3 separate regions of the Mus musculus genome follow, and all the other regions are linked to region 1. The links are chromatin contacts, called in public HiChIP or PLAC-seq maps. All regions are on one chromosome and are shown on one strand. Each heading gives the region's core, a stretch centred on a gene start, on an enhancer-like site or on the middle of the called end of the contact. The rest is flanking DNA. Distances are from core to core; before and after follow the strand shown.

Region 1 (2,700 bases), core at 157-2,656:
TGGGGTCCTTGGTCTTCTGTATCCATATGCTCACGGAGTCATTAAAGATCACAGATTTCCTGAAAAGGAGAGATGTGTCTGCACTGAACTCATGAGACTTCATTTTTTTTTCTTGTCACTGTGCCCTAAACAGGACAACATAACGACTATTTAGATGGTCCTGTGATTTTTATATAACTGGAAATCAAAGGATATAAGGGGTGATATATGAGCAATTTGCTGTTGCTGAGATAAAACACCATGAGAGGGATTATGTGACTCTTGGTTGCAGAGGGATCAGAGTCCATCAGAGCAGGGAGGCAGGCAGCAAGTAGCAGGCATTACAGCAGGAGAGCTCCCAGCTTTAATTGCAAGGACAAAGCAGAAAGAGAACTGAAGAATGGAATGAGCCTTTAAGCTCTAAAAAGCTCATCTCGAAAGAGAGGCCCATTGGACACGCAAACTTTATATGCCCCAGTACAGGGGAACGCCAGGGCCATAAAAGGGGAGAGGGTGGGTAGGGGAGAGGGGGTGGGTGGCTATGGGGGACTTTTGGTATAGCATTGCAAATGTAAATGAGCGAAATACCTAATAAAAAATGGAAAAAAAAAAAAAAAAAAAAAAAGCTCATCTCCAGTGATGTACTTTCTCCAGTAAGGCCACACCTCTTAAATCTTCCCAAGGGATTCTCCAAATAGGGAGTCAAATGTTCAATCACATGAGCCTACTGGGGGACATTTTCACTCAGAACACCACAGATGGTGTGTATCTGGGGAAAGAGTGTTCTAGGTAGTCAACATGTCATCTTACGTAAGCGCCCTGAGTTTCCTCCAGCTTTGAAATCCACTGGGGGATCCTAGGACTATTCTCCACACACACTAAGGGCAACTGTATTCTCATTGAGCAAACATTGCTGTAACATTCTTTTATATTTCATTATAAACACAAATTAAAGCAGAATTCTTTCTTCAAAGCTAACTAAAGTTCTCCTCTGGGGTATCTAAAGATGCTCTGACTATTTAGTGCCTTTTGATAAGCAAATTCCTGAAGGGCACTGTGTTGTTTCTATTATGATGCAATGAACCATTAAATTAGCATTATGCTACTAGCAGGAACTCCAGTGTACAATATGGTATTGTTAGCTATAGGCAAATGTACAGCAGGTCTCTAGAAATTATTAATCTTACCTTGGTGTGTGTGTGTGTGTGTGTGTGTGTGTGTGTGTGTGTCTTTGTTTCAGGTGGTGTTTGTGTTCATACACATGTTTGCACATGAGCATGGAAGCAAAAGCCAACCTTTCCATGACAACATCTAAATTGTTTCTTTGAGACAAGGTCTCTCACGTGGTGGCTTGGAAGTTGCAAAGGTGGTTAGACTGGCTGACCAGAGAGACCCAGACAGCCACCTGTCTCCCCGTCCCCAGCTCTGGGATCATAACTCCCACCAGCATGCATGACTTTCCTCCTTAGATTCTGAGAATCAAAATCAAGCCTCGTGCTTGCACATTGAGCACTTTGCTCACCCAGTCATCTCTCCGGCATCTCTACAGTATTAATGTTACACAACTGAATCTCTAAACTAGCTTCTTAGCAGTATCATTTAAATGGCAATAGTGGGTGGGTCCAGCAAGAATCCTTAATCACATAATTGTGTATTTGAATGAGGCTTATCCCTGCCAGCAATTGCCACACGTGTATGCTTCTTGGGCTCCTTAAACTGGAGCTCAAAACAGTGTTGACTTAGATGGGTAGCTAAAATAAGAAAGGATGCATTAAAGAAACCTGGGGAGGGTTGAGCTACCCAGAACCATAAGGCTTTCTTCACTGCAGGTCTTGGACACTTACTAAGCTGGCACAGAATAAGTCCCCAAAAGGGTACCACGGTTGCTAACCACAGGGCCCTTTCCTTGGGAAGGCCTTGTACATATTTGGGAATTCTGAAGGTACAAATGGTGACAGTCTACTACTCTCCACAATCATTTTCATAGTTTCAATACATCAGTTCACCTCCCTCTTATGACAACACTCCAAGTGAGCAACATTTGAAAGGTGGATTGCCGCAGACCTTCTGGGTCCCTATGTCTGCGTGGAACGGGGTCTCTCGACGCGGGTGGGCAAAGCGTGGATGATGACAGACACACACGCAGGAGAGTTTGTGTGGAATCTGAATGTAATTTTACAACTCGAGCATCAGACTTTTTATGCAGAGGACAATAAGGAAGTTGGGTGACATATTCGCAAGGTACAATTGAGGTAACTGGAATCTTACATAAAACAGAGGAATGCAAACACAAAAGGTCTAACGGGAACCACCCAGGATAGAATACATTGATAACAGCTGGGATCAACAAGGGCTCCACCTAAAATTCACTAATCTTAGAAGCCAGGGTCAAGGGCTTCGCGTCCTTGCCATAGTTCCTATTTTAGTCTCTTGTATAGTCCACCTTCCCCTTAGGCCATTGTAAATATGTGTATGGGTGTAACTCTGCTATAGTATCTATTCTGGTTTCTCCTTTGGTCTGAAACTTCCTTCTTCCTAAGCGATGGTAAATTCCTGTGTAAGGGAGTGACTTAGCTTTTACAATCTTGCTGAATTCTAAACCCTTGATCTTGGTCAAGGATGCCCTTGGACTGTTGGAACACTGGCGGAAGGCTTTAGCCATGTCAGAGCACTTATAGGAAAATACTGAAAGAGAGCACGTGGATCCATACTCTAGACTAG
Region 2 (2,700 bases), core at 41-2,540, 350 kb after region 1:
TTCGAGACAGGGTTTCTCTGTATAGCCCTGGCTGTCCTGGAACTCACTCTGGAGACCAGGCTGGCCTCGAACTCAGAAATCCGCCTGCCTCTGCCTCCCAAGTGCTGGGATTAAAGGCATGTGCCACCACGCCTGGCGGCAGCAAAATATTTTTTAGAAAATCACTTCAAGCCAGGCGGATTTCTGCGTTCAAGGCCAGCCTGGTCTACAAAGTGAGGTCCAGGACAGCCAGGGCTATACAGAGAAACCCTGTCTCTAAAAAAAAAAAAGAAAGAAGAAAATCACTTCAAGACAACAAAGGAGACTGGTTGTGTCTAAAGAGCTCACTACAGGTCAGTGACAAGAGAGCTCGCTAGTCAAATTCAATCCCAAGCAAAGAGAAAGTGACTATTAAAATCAAGAAATACCCTTGTAAGAGGTGGAGGTGACACACTCTGAGGTTGTGAAAGTGTTCATGAACTTCGTCTTCACACCCAGGAGGCTGTATTAGGAGTCTTAGCTCATAGCCAGCTTGTGCTACAACAGAGACCCTGTCTCAAAAATTGAACAAAGTGAACAAACAAAAAATAGCAATCAGAAAAAAAAATGTTAAAAACAATTAACAAAAAACAGTGTGGAAGTACAGCTGAAGGTGAAGGCTTGGCTCTGTGAATGGACAGTTACCTAGCATATTGAGGCTTTACGTTTGATCCCAAGCAATAAAAATAACAATAACAACAACAAAAATAATGACGCGCAACCATCCCTCACACACACCACAGAGAGTGATAGCTTTAAATCCATTTTTGTTTGAGAAGAAAAGGCTCAAAAAAAAAAAATGCCTTCCTGCAGGTTCAACAGGTCATTGAGAATTAAAATGGAGGAAAAATTCCAAGACTCTAAATCAACCTATAACAAAAATAGTGTATTTAATCCAAGATCTTCATTTGCTTGCTGTCTAGAAACCTTTATTTTTCCACCTTAAAGCAGTAAAACCCTTCAAGGCTTTCAGAGGTATAGGATTAAAGAGAGGATTTACCTACTTTTTAAACAGCTTGCATATGTAAAAATTTGAAAGTTCCTCAAATCTGAATAATAATAAAAAAATAAATAAATAGAAGGTTCGAAGTTTACCAAAGTATCGTTCTTAAGTGGTACTTAACACAGATTAGCTATATCAATTTAAGTCAAATTTCAAGGAATTTATTGAAGTTATACTGTGGCTCAGAGATTTAAATGCTTAGTCACCTGGGAATGGCTATTAGGTGTGGCTTGTTGAAGGAAGTGTGTCACAGGGGTGGGGTGGGGTCTTTGAGGTTGCAAATGCTCAAGCCAGACCCACTGTCTCTCAAACTTCCTGCTGCCTGCAGACGAAGATGTAGAAAGAACTTTTGGCTATTTATCTCCAGCACCATGTCTGCTTGTGTGCTGCCATGTTTCCTACCATGACAATAATGGATTAAAGCTCTGAATTGTAAGCCAGCCCAAATTAAATGCTTTTCTTTATAAGAGCTTCAGTAGTCCTCTTGTCTCTTCACGGGAAGAAAAACCTGTGTATGAACCAAACGGACAGAGCCAGTAAGCAACCTTCTGCCAAAGTCTTTGTTTCACTCCCTGCCTTCATATTCCTGCCTTGGCTTCCCAGAAAGATGCACTCCAGAGAAGACAGGAGCATCAGAAATGAAAGTTCACACCAGCTTGGGCTGTTATGACCTTGTTTCAAATATATATTTAAATTTTGCTTCCTCGGTTTTTCACACTTCTCTTTTGTTTGTTTGTTTGGTTTTGTTGTTGTTGTTGTTGTTGTTGTTGTTGTTTTTGAAACAGGCTCACTTTAAGTAGCTCTGACTGCTTGGAACTCACTTTGACCTCGAACTCACTGAGATTCACCTGCCTCTGCCTCTGCCTCTCTGCCTCTGCCTCTCTGCCTCTGCCTCTGCCTCTCTGCCTCTCTGCCTCTGCCTCTCTGCCTCTGCCTCTGCCTCTGCCTCTGCCTCTGCCTCTGCCTCTCTGCCTCTCTGCCTCTCTGCCTCTCTGCCTCTCTGCCTCTCTGCCTCTGCCTCTGCCTCGAGTCACCTCTGGGTTAAAGATGTGCACCAGCTCTGGACAAAGTTCCTGCTGTCAGGCTCAGGTGGTAACAATTTCTTGCTGTTGTTGTAGCAGTTGTTTTGATACTATGTAGCCCTGACTGGCCTACAGGTGGCTATTTCTTTTACCTATCTCCAGATCAAAGTATGTGCTTCTAACTTGTTTCAAGTTACAGTGCAATTTGCCAACAACTTTACTACCAGTCATAGAAAATTTTGGACATCAACAACAGCCTTTAAAGTGATTTGTTTTTCTTTCTAGAACAAAAGCAGTAGATCCTATCAGCAGCCCACTCATTCCAATTTCTACTAAGTTCTCACCTTCCTAGAGTCAGAACAGCAGAGCAGGCATGAGTCACCCTAGCCAACACCTGCAAGTGGCAGGGGCCCCCAATACTAACTCTAATTCCATGAAGATTTTATCTCATTTATGTTTCTACACCTTTAATGATCCCCCCTTAAAAACTAAATGTGCGATAGATCAGACAAACACAATTATTTTTATAGAAAAGGGAGCAAAAGAGGAATTGTCCTTTTCCCAAGGCAAAACAGAGCAAACTTCTAATGTGATAGCCTGTGTGAAGTTCCACAGCTTTTTGCAGAAAAGTCTTTCCAGTGAACTGCAGACACACAC
Region 3 (2,700 bases), core at 43-2,542, 370 kb after region 1:
ATTGAGACAGTGTCTTACCAGCCCTGTAATGTTTTATGAAGAATAGGGTCGCCTTGAACTCACAGAGATAGATGCCTCCGCACCCTGAGGACTGGATTAGAGAAGATTAAAAAGATGAAAGTGCTTCATTCAGCCCCTTGCCTGGTTTATGAAGTGCCAGAGACCTAACCCAGGGCTTTGAGCAAGCAGGGCAAGCACTCTACAAACCGAACATATCTACATTCCCAACCCTAGAATTTATTTTTATTTATTTCTTATCATCTATTGTACGAAGTGTGGCCACAAAGTGGTGGATGCTTATGGAAAGTGGACCTCAAAGACTGTGAGCCACCTGTTTCCTCTGCTCCTCTGTATTCTATGTAGGGAAACTGCTTGTCTCCCTTTTATTCCAGCATTTATCACAAATGAAGAAGCCACAAGGTAGAAGGTAACACACCCGAACCAGTAATGGTGGTACACACCTTTAATCACAACACGCAGGAGGCAGAGGCAGGTGGGTGGTCTACATAGCAAATTCTAGGCCAGCTAGGGCTTCAAAGTAAGACACTATCTCAAAAAATTAAAGAAAGAAAGAAAGAAAGAAAGAAAGAAAGAAAGAAAGAAAGAAAGAAAGAAAGAAAGAAAGAAAGAAAGCAAGCTTAAATTATTTCAGGGACACACTGCCCATTGACCTGTGATTTCCTGGGGGAAAATCTCTGATTTCCCAAGGCACATACAATTTTTGTAGCTAACACTTAAGGGCACCACTCCTTTCTCCTTCAAGAACCAGATATGATGTCCGCTTCCTTTATTTGTTGTGGGTAGCCTGAGGGACAAGTTCTCTCTAACTACTACTAAATTCACCTTCTCTCTGGATGCCTTTAGCCATAGATTCCTGATTCTAGATCCCAAATGTCCCTTGCTACAGTTGCTTTGATTGCATAGAATCTTGACCCTTGGCACCTCAGGCCTAGGCTCCGTCTCTCTGATATCTATTTAGGGAACGAAAGAACAAAGAACTATCTATTGGGCTTTAAAATAAATCGCTGTTAATTGTGGTGCCCTGGAAACTCCTGACAGCTGTGTTTGGGCATGTAAGGAAATGATCACTTTGAAAAGGCTACAGACTGTAAGGTAGGCAAGCTTGCCTGGCCCCCTTTGCCTGCTTTCCAGGTCCTTGTTCGGAACTCTGGTTTGGAAACACAATAACCTCTTTGTTTCAGAGGCCCAGGTAAAGCTATTCACATTCAAAGGTGACAGGAGCGCTTCCTCCTTAATCCCGGAATGACCCCACCCCACCCTCCAGAAGCTCTTAGACTTTGAAGGCTCTCACGTGTCTGCCTGTTAAAACCAAGTCCTTTTAGCCTCTTTCCTGCCTCTCTCCCTACCTCCTCTTCACCTAGTTTTTCCTTAGGCATTTCAAGTGGGGATTCAACCTCACATAAAGGAGACAAAGAACATTTTCTTCACCCTTCCAACTAAAGGAATCTTCTGAAATTAAGTTAAGACAGGATTAGTAAAAAAGGAAGAAAAGATGAAAACCTCCTGCCAAAAAAAAAAAAAAAAAAAAAAAAAGGAGGAAAAAACTTGTCAGTCGTGCCCAGAATTAATTACATGGGCATTAATTTAACATCAAAATAGTATTGCGAATATTTTTTCCTTATCTTCAGCATTTAGAAGACTGACTTACCAGGTATATTTTCAAGCCAAGATTATTCTTGTGGAATTTTTTGCTTTATCTAGGCAAAGCACATTTAAACTGCATACAGGACTGGGGGGGGGGGTCCCATTCTTCCCAAGCAGTCTCTCTTTTACCTTGGTCTCTTCTATTCCTTCTCTTGGTACACGAGTTCAGGAACTTGTAAGGAACCAGAATCTGAAATGATCTTTGAAGCTCCTGTAGTTAGATGCTAAGATGTTAGATTTAACTTAAACCCCAGGGAGCCCCTGAGGTACACTCAGCTCCAGCACCTCCAAACCTAAAAATCCCTCCCACTTTCCGGCCTGAAATTGGCCTTCATAGAAATCAAGGAATGGAAACTAGAGAGTTAAGAGACATACTTCACAAACAAGGCAGTCGCTGTTGGTATTGTGATGAAGTTCTTTGGTCTTCACGCTCACACCAAAGGGCTATCCAAGGCTACACATTTCTGTGGCAAAGGCTTGTCTAATGTGTCTAGGACTCTGGATTCTACAATGCCATACAAAAAAATTAATAAGTAAAAAGATTAAAAAGTCAACTTAGTGGTTTGTTTGTTTTCTCTGTGTAGCCCTGGTTGTCCTGAAACTCACTCTGTAGACCAAGACTCAGAGAGCTATTTCCCTGTCCCCACCTAGCTGTAAGGGTCAAACCGAAGGACAGATAACTGCCTGGAGTGCTGGGGGTTGGGATATCAAGTCCGGAATTTCACTTCCATAAACCAGGCTGGGTTGCCCCGACTGCACCGGATGCTCTTGAAAGCAAGGTACGGGCATCTCCAGCTGAGACTGTGATCCTGACAGTCTCCCAGGGACAGGTTATTAAGACAAAAGCCACAAAAGCTCATAGCAACCATAAAAGCTCATACCCAGGCGCAGGAAGTGCTACTGGGCAGTTGTGGCAGTTGGTTCTGGTCCTTACTTATTGTAGCTAACTACACAAAGCAGTTCTAACTGACCTTTATTGCAATTGGTTATAGAGGCAATCGAGGGTCTGGGGAATTTTCAAAAACATCAAAGCAT

The links. HiChIP or PLAC-seq counts read pairs in DNA pulled down with a chosen protein or histone mark.
Region 2: an H3K27ac HiChIP or PLAC-seq map of embryonic stem cells shows a contact between it and region 1, with 7 read pairs. The contact joins two enhancer-like sites. A contact is called at or near these places in 2 of 115 datasets of contacts at active chromatin or transcription factors (both in embryonic stem cells) and 1 of 9 other capture datasets (embryonic stem cells).
Region 3: a contact with region 1 is called in an H3K27ac HiChIP or PLAC-seq map of embryonic stem cells, with 18 read pairs. The contact joins two enhancer-like sites. A contact is called at or near these places in 1 of 39 promoter capture datasets (cranial neural crest), 3 of 484 Hi-C or Micro-C datasets (all in embryonic stem cells), 4 of 115 datasets of contacts at active chromatin or transcription factors (all in embryonic stem cells) and 1 of 9 other capture datasets (embryonic stem cells).

What each region holds. Positions count from the first base shown.
Region 1 is chr6:64,651,350-64,654,049 of GRCm38.p6, forward strand. All of the region lies in intron 14 of Grid2 (glutamate receptor, ionotropic, delta 2), which reads left to right. Among named protein-coding and RNA genes, the nearest start is that of Gm35851, 76 kb to the right of the region's middle. Within about 2 kb of position 1,407, at least 9 of the 459 cell types and tissues checked have an H3K27ac peak or open chromatin away from gene starts, as enhancers often do. A contact at or near this core is called in embryonic stem cells, where this site is marked.
Region 2 is chr6:65,001,096-65,003,795 of GRCm38.p6, forward strand. No RefSeq gene overlaps it. Among named protein-coding and RNA genes, the nearest start is that of Smarcad1, 40 kb to the right of the region's middle. Within about 2 kb of position 1,291, at least 11 of the 459 cell types and tissues checked have an H3K27ac peak or open chromatin away from gene starts, as enhancers often do. A contact at or near this core is called in embryonic stem cells, where this site is marked.
Region 3 is chr6:65,020,844-65,023,543 of GRCm38.p6, forward strand. No RefSeq gene overlaps it. Among named protein-coding and RNA genes, the nearest start is that of Smarcad1, 20 kb to the right of the region's middle. Within about 2 kb of position 1,293, at least 28 of the 459 cell types and tissues checked have an H3K27ac peak or open chromatin away from gene starts, as enhancers often do. A contact at or near this core is called in embryonic stem cells, where this site is marked.